Linked DNA regions of Mus musculus: regions 1 and 2 are each linked to region 3. The links are chromatin contacts, called in public promoter capture Hi-C maps. All regions are on one chromosome and are shown on one strand. The core of a region is the stretch at or near the end of the contact, and the rest is flanking DNA. Distances in the headings are between cores, read along the strand shown.

What was found. Promoter capture Hi-C pulls out the DNA fragments that hold promoters and counts their contacts.
Region 1: a contact with region 3 is called in a promoter capture Hi-C map of cranial neural crest. The contact joins the promoter of Fkbp4 here to the promoter of Gapdh in region 3.
Region 2: a contact with region 3 is called in a promoter capture Hi-C map of cranial neural crest. The contact joins the promoter of Kdm5a here to the promoter of Gapdh in region 3. A contact is called at or near these places in 2 of 39 promoter capture datasets (cranial neural crest and pre-B cells).

Annotation. Positions count from the first base shown.
Region 1 is chr6:128,437,202-128,439,971 of GRCm38.p6, reverse strand. It overlaps Fkbp4 (FK506 binding protein 4), which reads left to right and starts at 1,316. Exons shown (of 10, transcript NM_010219.4): 1 at 1,316-1,566. The coding sequence starts at 1,462. Gm10069 (predicted gene 10069) reads right to left here and starts at 1,215. Exons shown (of 5, transcript NR_028593.1): 1 at 585-1,215; 2 at 276-457.
Region 2 is chr6:120,362,586-120,365,369 of GRCm38.p6, reverse strand. It overlaps Kdm5a (lysine (K)-specific demethylase 5A), which reads right to left and starts at 1,271. Exons shown (of 28, transcript NM_145997.2): 1 at 592-1,271. The coding sequence starts at 756. It also overlaps a transcript of Ccdc77 not described here.
Region 3 is chr6:125,164,472-125,167,195 of GRCm38.p6, reverse strand. It overlaps Gapdh (glyceraldehyde-3-phosphate dehydrogenase), which reads left to right and starts at 1,423. Exons shown (of 7, transcript NM_008084.3): 1 at 1,423-1,644; 2 at 1,885-1,925. The coding sequence starts at 1,903.

The DNA.
Region 1 (2,770 bases), core at 67-2,566, 3.3 Mb before region 3:
AAGTGTGGATGTCAAAAGACAACTTTGAAGGGGTTTTCTCAATACTGTGGGTGTTAGGGATAAAACCCAGGTCTAAAGACTTTCAAAAGCACCAACATCCACTGAGCCATCTCGCAGGCACCATATAATAACTAGCTTATTGCCTACTTAAACGCCATCACTTGCGTTGGACCACGAACAGCACCATGCTGGGCACACAGAGACAAAAAGTTCATTACACTGGAATGAAAACTCGCAAAGCCAATAATACAATAGGCAGGTCTGATAGCACTCACCAGGCTGTATAACTGGGTACTAAACTGCTGGGCAGAGTCAGGACCTCTCCAGACAGATCTTCCATCAAGCCAGCACTGTTCCGGTAATCAGAACTTCATGGTTTTAGCCACACAGACTCAGAACTCCACAGGCATCTCATAGGAGCAGCGAGCAGGTTGAGAAAACCTTCCTTCCTATTCACCTTTAGTAAAGAGGGGGAAGGGGGAAAAAATTTTTTTTTCGCGTGAGCTGAAACCATTTTGTGTGCCAGTACTAACCAAAAAAGGCTGATTAGTATGGTGGGAGAAAAGGAATTTTAACACACGTACCTCCACTTACAAGTCTATGGCTCTTATAAATCTGCTCATGGCATTTTTGCGGTGGGCCTGCCAGGCTGCAGGGAGGGCAAAGTTGTGTCCGATCTGTGCACCTGGGCTGAAACTGTCCCTACGGGGCCCACACTTTCAATCCCTCGACCTCTCTTTCCCACACTGCTCAGGTGCCCACGCCTGGAACCATGGGCATCTGTGGCACAATCACGGGAGGCCGATCTTTGCCACTTCACATCTGACTGCCTGTCTCCAGCTATTCCGCTGTGGGCCTGGGTGAGCAGGGCCGGCCACGAGGCAGGCCCGGACTTGGGAGGCTCGCCACTTGGAGTCCTGAGGATAGAGAAGGATCTGGAAAAATCGCTTAGACGCGGGCAGAGGGGTGGGGTAAGGGTGGGGGTGGGGCGGAACGACATAGGGAAGATTGTGATCCCAGAGGTCCTGGTGTAGGAGGAGGGCACTCCTAGGGGCCATCAACCAGAAAAGCAAATCTTAACAAAAACGACACAAACAAACAAAAAAACCAAACCACTCCAGTACCCTCAGTCCAAGAGCCTCAACCCGTTTAACCGCTTCTCTAGAAAGTTCTCCGCTCCCGCCCCTTTGCAGCCCGCTCGTGCCGCTCCTCCCTGCCCCGCCCCCGAGGCGGAGGGGACCAATTGCAGGCCGGGCCGCGCCAGGCCCGCCCCTCGGCGTCACCCCACTCGGCCGCCGCCGGCGAGCGCGCGGATAGCCGGGTGCGCGAGCCTGGAGCGCGGTTCGAGGTGGGCAGCGCCGCCTTCCGCCGCACGCCGCCCCGTCGCTCACTCCGGTCGGCGGCCAGAGTGCCGTGCTCGCGCTTGCCACACTCTCGCAGCCAACGGTGCGCCCAGCGGCCATGACCGCCGAGGAGATGAAGGCGGCGGAGAACGGGGCGCAGTCGGCGCCCCTGCCTCTCGAAGGAGTGGACATCAGCCCCAAACAGGACGAGGGCGTGCTCAAGGTGAGGGGCCGCGGAGTCCTCGGCTGCAGGCTCATGGGCCTTGGGGGTACCGCGGCCGGAGGATGGGGGGGATTCGTCTTCCCTGCGCAGGCTGCAGCCCTGAAAACGGCACGGCGGCTGCACGCTCCGGAGGGTGCGGCCCGGGTCCGGGAAGAAGCCCCCACTGCAACGCCAACTCGATCCGGCTGCACTGTGCGGCTGAGAGGGGCGGAGCGGAGCGCGAGAGCCGCTGCCAGGGGGCCCGGGCGGGGTGCACGAGGCTCGGGCGCGCCGAGGGACTCAGGCCTCGCCTCCCGGGAACCCCTCGGCCGCAGCGTGCGCCGTCCACCTGGACGAAGGTGCGCCAGGGCTCGCCCACTTGAAAGTTAAACATTAGCTAGGACCTGAAACGGCTCCCGGGAGCAGGTTCCTGGCCCAAAGCCCTTTGTGCCTTTCTGCGCCCCTTTTGCAATCGCCGAGATCCAGCGAGGTCACGGGCTCGGCCATGCTGTGCCCCCTTTCTCGGCCCGGGGAGAGCGAGAGCGATGCATGCCGGGACCTGTAGTTCCTCGCCTGCCCCTCCTGAGTCTTTCTGAGTTGGGGGGTACTGGGTGCTGGCCATGGGGGGAGGTGCATTGCCTTAGAGCCAGCGGCTCACTAATCGCCTGACTGCAAATAGCCCGAGGAGCGAGGGGGAGGGCGCCCTGACCCGGGTCGGGACAATGGACGCCGTTTCAGAGCAGGTTCTGCCAGCAGTCCAGGACGGTGAAATCCTAACCTGCATTGCATGTCTCCCTGCATCCATTGTTTCTCCTCCGTGAGTCCCATTGCTCAGTTTCTAGTGTGTGTGGCTTGTGCAAACCAGAGACCTTAGGGAGCCTCGTTGGTCCAGAAATGCTCCTGGCTTTTTACCTCAACTCTTGCTGCTCCCCGTGAACATGTGGCCCTTTCTCCTTTGCGCTAGGTTCTGATTCCCAGACGGGGTCTGTTCCTCTTTTATCCTCCATTCCTTCGCGGGGCCCTGTACATTCTTATCAAGGAAGCCTTAGAGGATGGGTTCCATATCTACCTATTGGCTCTCCTATGGGGTCACCATATATAAGAATGTTAAGCAGAAATAGACGCCTGCCTATACACGCAGGAGAGATAAAGGACTCCTTGGCTTGCCAGACAGGTAGTTTCCCTTCCCACATGTAGTTTCCAGCGCCTGATACAGAGCCTTTGT
Region 2 (2,784 bases), core at 22-2,521, 4.8 Mb after region 3:
GAAGGGCCTGAAGCCTTTTGTTATCCTTACCTCCAATCCACACTACAATATCCGTGCCCAATAAGTTCTGGGAAGGAAAAGGTCCCAGAGACACCTCTTTCTGTCTTTTGAAGGGGGACCTGAGAAGCGATGCGATGGCCCAGTCGTCAGGCCAAAGCCTGACAATCTTGAGTTCGAGCCCGGAGACCCACAACCCCCACAACGCAGGAAGAGAATCGACTCCTACAAAATGTCCTCTGACCCCTCCGCGAGCGCTCTCTCGCTCTCCTCCCCTCTCTCCCTCTCTCTGTCTGTCTGTCTCTCTGTCTGTCTGTCTCTCTCTCTCTCTCTCTCTCTCTCTCTCTCTCACACACACACACACACACACACACACACACTCACACGCGATCAAATAAAATGTCAAAGTGGACGTGAAACTGCGTTCAGAAACCAGGGCAAAAAACATCCTCAAAAGTGGCCTCGGGACACCAAGAGAGGAGGGAGGGGCCCCCGGAGAGCACGGAAGACCCCCAAAGAGGAAAGCCACGGGGAGGAGGAGGACCGTCCCGCCGCCCCAGCACGCCCCCCGTCCCCGCCCTCAGGCGACGCTACCTTGGGTGGCCGGATTTTGCAGATGCCCGTTTTCTCCGCAAAGGGCCGGATGCGCCCGATAAAACTCAGCGGGTCTGTGAACTCCTCCCAACTGGGCTCAAAGACCGGGCACTCGGGCGGTGGCACGAACTCCGCCGCGTAGCCCCCCGGGCCCACGGACGCCATGGTCACCAAAAAATAAAATAAAAAGCCAGGGGGGCCTGAGGTGCACAAGCGAGGAAAGGCTTGGCTGACGGCCACCAAAGCCCTCTCACGTCCCCGCACTGGGGCCGCAGCGCATCTTCTTAGGACGAGAACGAGTCCTCACAGGAGCGCCAGCCGCTCTCCCTCCGCTCGTTTGTTATTGTTTCCTTCAGGGCTTTTCCTCTCAGGGGCAGGACGCTCCCGGAAGTTAACGTGCTGCTAAATCAGTCCGCCACCGCAGGAAACAAAATCCCACCGCCGCCACGTCTAGTCGGGTCTTCTCTCCTCGCTCCCTTCCATGACGGCCGGCGGAGCTTTTTTGTTTTATTTTGGTTTTTTGTTTTCTCACAGCTTGCCTGTCAAAGTTCTGCGCCCTCCGTCCACCCCGGGTGCGCGGCCCCTCAAGGCGCCGCGACCTCTCTCGAGGAGAGGCGAGGGAAAAGCTACCCCGCAAGGTGGAACGCGCGCTTCCGGCGCGCGGAGGAATGTGTAATGCCTCGGAGAGCAGAGGTACTGCTTCCGGTAAGGGGCTTCCGGTTCCTCTTTGTGTCGGGGGTGGGGACACGAACGCAAGGTGGGCCCCTCCGTGGCTAGTCGGCCGGGTTTGTTCGTTCTCCGAGACCTGTTTTTAACATCGTTGTCTAGGTTTGGACAAGTGACGAACTCTTGGCCGAGTTTCCGCGTCTCCGTTTCCTTCTTTCGAATGCTAGTCTTGTACAACTCGTTTCGCTCGGTCGCCTTCGTACGGGTTTCTCGCTTCTCCGTGACCAATAGGTTTCAGCCCAATTCCGTCATTACATGGGCCGGCCTTCACCACCAGCTGCGACTTGCTTTTTCTCACGACACTGGGAACCTACCCATAGAGGGCCTGGCCTTGCTAGTCTAGCTGTTGGCAGCCATCCCGAAACCGTATTTGAGTAGTAAGCAGGGCCTGAAAACGCTTGCTTTGTAACCAACCCATTTCAGTTTGGTATGAAACTGGTCACCTTGTCAGAAACCTCTACTTGGAAGGCCGGGCATAGTTGCACACGCATAGAGTTCCGATCAGCAATGGCTGGTTTAAAAAAAAAAAAAGCCACGTTTCTGGTATACGGTCCTACAGTTCCTTTATGCGTCTAAGCCTGACTCTACAAGGTTGAAGGCAAGAACCGGCTCCAAAGTTATCCTGTGCCCTCCACATCCATATACCTTTATGGTGATGAAGGTAGATGCTTTAGGGGCAGTTCGAGCTGCATATGAATTTGAGGCCTGATTAGGCTACGGGAGACCTTGTAAGTAAGGAAAATCCCTGTGTGGTGGCTCAGGACTATAAACTCAATTCTGGGGAAGGAGATGTAGAAAGAGCACCATAAGGCCACATGGTACACTTATCGAGTTCCAGAATGGTCAAGAATACGGGGTAAGGGCCAGAACAGTGGCTCAGCTGTGAAGGGCACTTGCCACCAAGCTTGAAATCCTAAGTTTGATTCCTGGAACCCCATGGTTAAAGGAGAGAACTGAAAGCTGACCTCACCTTCACGCCAGGTCCACATACATTCATCTACAAATTCACACATTAAGTAATCAAAGGCTGGGGGGGTTGGAGTGGGGGGGTGGCTATCAGGTAAAACGCTGACTCATAAATAAAGGTTCTATTCTGCTAGTCAGGATCAGGAATGCAAGGAAATGGACTCAGGCTAGTTTGTTCAATTACTTTCTGTACTAGAAATTGAACCCAAGTCCTTGAACATATTAGGTAAATGTGTCCTGAGCTGTAACTCCAGTATAGTCTCCATTTCTTGCTTAAAGAAAAAAGGGAAAAAGTGATATACAGAGAAAAAATGGACATAGGAAGGTATGATGAATTATATACAATTACTAAAATATTTTATAACAAGACTTAGGTCATTTAGCATTTAATCTGAAAAAAAAAGAACTATGCACATCAAAAGAGAAATAGTAAAATTCAAAAGACTGTTTTAAATTTTTGTGTTTGTTTTTCAAGACAAGGTTTCTCTGTAGAGCCTTGGT
Region 3 (2,724 bases), core at 174-2,673:
GCTGGGGCCACTCCCACCCTTCCCACCCTGTTCATCTGGCCTGCTCCCCGCTCATGGGAAGCCTGGGCACGGGCCACACAGCTGTCAGTCTAACACAGCCTTGGCTCTGGGGCCCCAAGGAGGTAGGGCAATCTGGAAGGGCAAGGAGCCAAGACTAGATTTGGGGTGCAGCCCAGCGTGCTCCCTGCCTTTTAAGCAAAGGTTATCACCAGGCCAGCTAAACTTAGCAATAGGCTCTTGAGCTAGATGAGCAGGGGGCTGGTTTCATGTTGCACTGGCCTAGCAAAGAGGCGCCAGAGTCCCCCTGCCCTGCACCTGCTACAGTGCTCCCAAGCCCTTCCACCCTTCCCAGCCTCCCTACCCTTCGGAGTGAAGAATCCCGGTCTCGAAAAGACAAAATAAAACCAAAGAATGCCTTTTCTCCCTTCCACTTGTGGCAAGAGGCTAGGGGCTTCCCTGTCCTGGCTCAGGGGTATAATATTTCCTCTCCTGTGTTCTCCCCTCACTGATCTCACCCTGTGTCCACGAGGGCAGCCAAAAAAGGAGAGTCCCTGGCTCCAGGGCCAGTCAGCACGTCCCTGGATGGGGAGGGACTTCCGCCCTCACGTCCCAACTCTCCACCCTGGGGCTACAGTGGGTGAAAGGGGCAGTGTCTCCTAGCCTGGGCGGGGCAGCTCTCAGGTTCCGAGGAGGGATACTATAGGAGGCCTCTGAGCCTCCTCCAATTCAACCCTTAAGAGGGATGCTGCCCTTACCCCGGGGTCCCAGCTTAGGTTCATCAGGTAAACTCAGGAGAGTGTTTGTAAGTCTCAATTATCAGGTTTCCAGGCTGCAGGGCATCCTGACCTATGGCGTAGCAATCTCCTTTTCAAGCGTCTTCCTGGCCACCCCCTTGCCCTCACAGCGCGGTACACAAGCCAGGCCTCTGGCCAAAGACAGAAGCCAGGAGGGGGGGGGGGGCAGATAGGGAAATGGGGCTCCTGAGGGCTCCCGCGGGAGGAAAAGTGCCCCCACCCTGGCATTTTCTTCCACTCTTTTTTTTTTCGGGGGGGGGGGTTGCTGTGTCACTACCGAAGAACAACGAGGAGAAGATCCTCAACTTTTCCGCAGCCTTTTCAATAATGGGGAGAGGTTCGATGATGCAGTGGCAGGGAGACCCACACTTCTCCATTTCCCCTGTTCTCCCATTTTACTCGGGAAGCAGCATTCAGGTCTCTGGGTCCTGGATGTCCTTGGTGCACACTCCAAGGACTCCTCGTCCTTAAGTTCATAGTCTGTATTCCCTGAGTCCTATCCTGGGAACCATCACCCGGTCACCTCCTGAGCGGGGCAATCTCAGCTCCCCTCCCCCTATCAGTTCGGAGCCCACACGCTTGGTGCGTGCACATTTCAAAAATGAGGCGGGTCCAAAGAGAGGGAGGAGGGGAAATGAGAGAGGCCCAGCTACTCGCGGCTTTACGGGTGCACGTAGCTCAGGCCTCTGCGCCCTTGAGCTAGGACTGGATAAGCAGGGCGGGAGGCGGGGCGCGCGTCATCAGCTCCCCCCCACCATCCGGGTTCCTATAAATACGGACTGCAGCCCTCCCTGGTGCTCTCTGCTCCTCCCTGTTCCAGAGACGGCCGCATCTTCTTGTGCAGTGCCAGGTGAAAATCGCGGAGTGGGCCGCAGGAGGCCGGGGACAGTCGGAAACTGGGAAGGGGAGTGGGCACTGTACGGGTCTAGGGATGCTGGTGCGAAGTGTGCAAGCCGGACCCAGGCTCCGCATTGCAGGGGGGGGATGATGGAGGACGTGATGGGGCGCACGGCGGGAATGGAGGCGGGGTGGGGGAGGGGACTGCCTGGTGTCCTTCGGGCCACGCTAATCTCATTTTCTTCTCCTGCAGCCTCGTCCCGTAGACAAAATGGTGAAGGTCGGTGTGAACGGGTGAGTTCCAGGGCGGGGCCCTGCTCCGTTGCCTACGCAGGTCTTGCTGACCCGGGGGCTCTGCAGTACTGTGGGGAGGTGGATGAGGTGGCCGAAGCGCCCAAGGAGACCTCAAGGTCAGCGCTCGGACCTGGCGATGGCTCGCACTTGCGGCCCCCAGCTGCTGCACCTCTGGTAACTCCGCCTTTGCGGGGATGAGCGGCCCGGAGTCTTAAGTATTAGGAACAACCCCACGCGCCCGTTCAGACCCATCCCGTAATCCCCAGTCCGGGGCTTCTTTCTTTACTTTCGCGCCCTGAGGAGTCACGTGCCAGGAGGGAAGCCCCTCCCCCATCTCCCCCTTCCTCGGGGTCGGTGGCATGGCGTTGTGAGGTGCATACCTTTGCGCATCATCTCCCAGGCTTGGGCTTCCTTTAGGGTAACTGGCCGCCGCCATGTTGCAAACGGGAAGGAAATGAATGAACCGCCGTTATGAAATCTTGCTTAGGCCTTCCTTCTTCCTAGCTTGTGACTAACCTCATTCCTCTCGGCTGGGTGGAGTGTCCTTTATCCTGTAGGCCAGGTGATGCAAGGCTTCCGTGCTCTCGAGAGAGTTCTACCTCACAATCTGTCTCACCTTATTAGCCTTAAAAGCCCTTGAGCCTTATTGTCCTCGGGCATAATGCGTATTCTAGATTATTCTCTGAAAATCAAAGCGGACTTACAGAGGTCCGCTTGACCTCCCAACCCCAGAGGTAGTTATGGCGTAGTGCAGAGCCGTGGGATGGGGAGCTGAGTCATGGTGGTTCTGAAAAGAAAT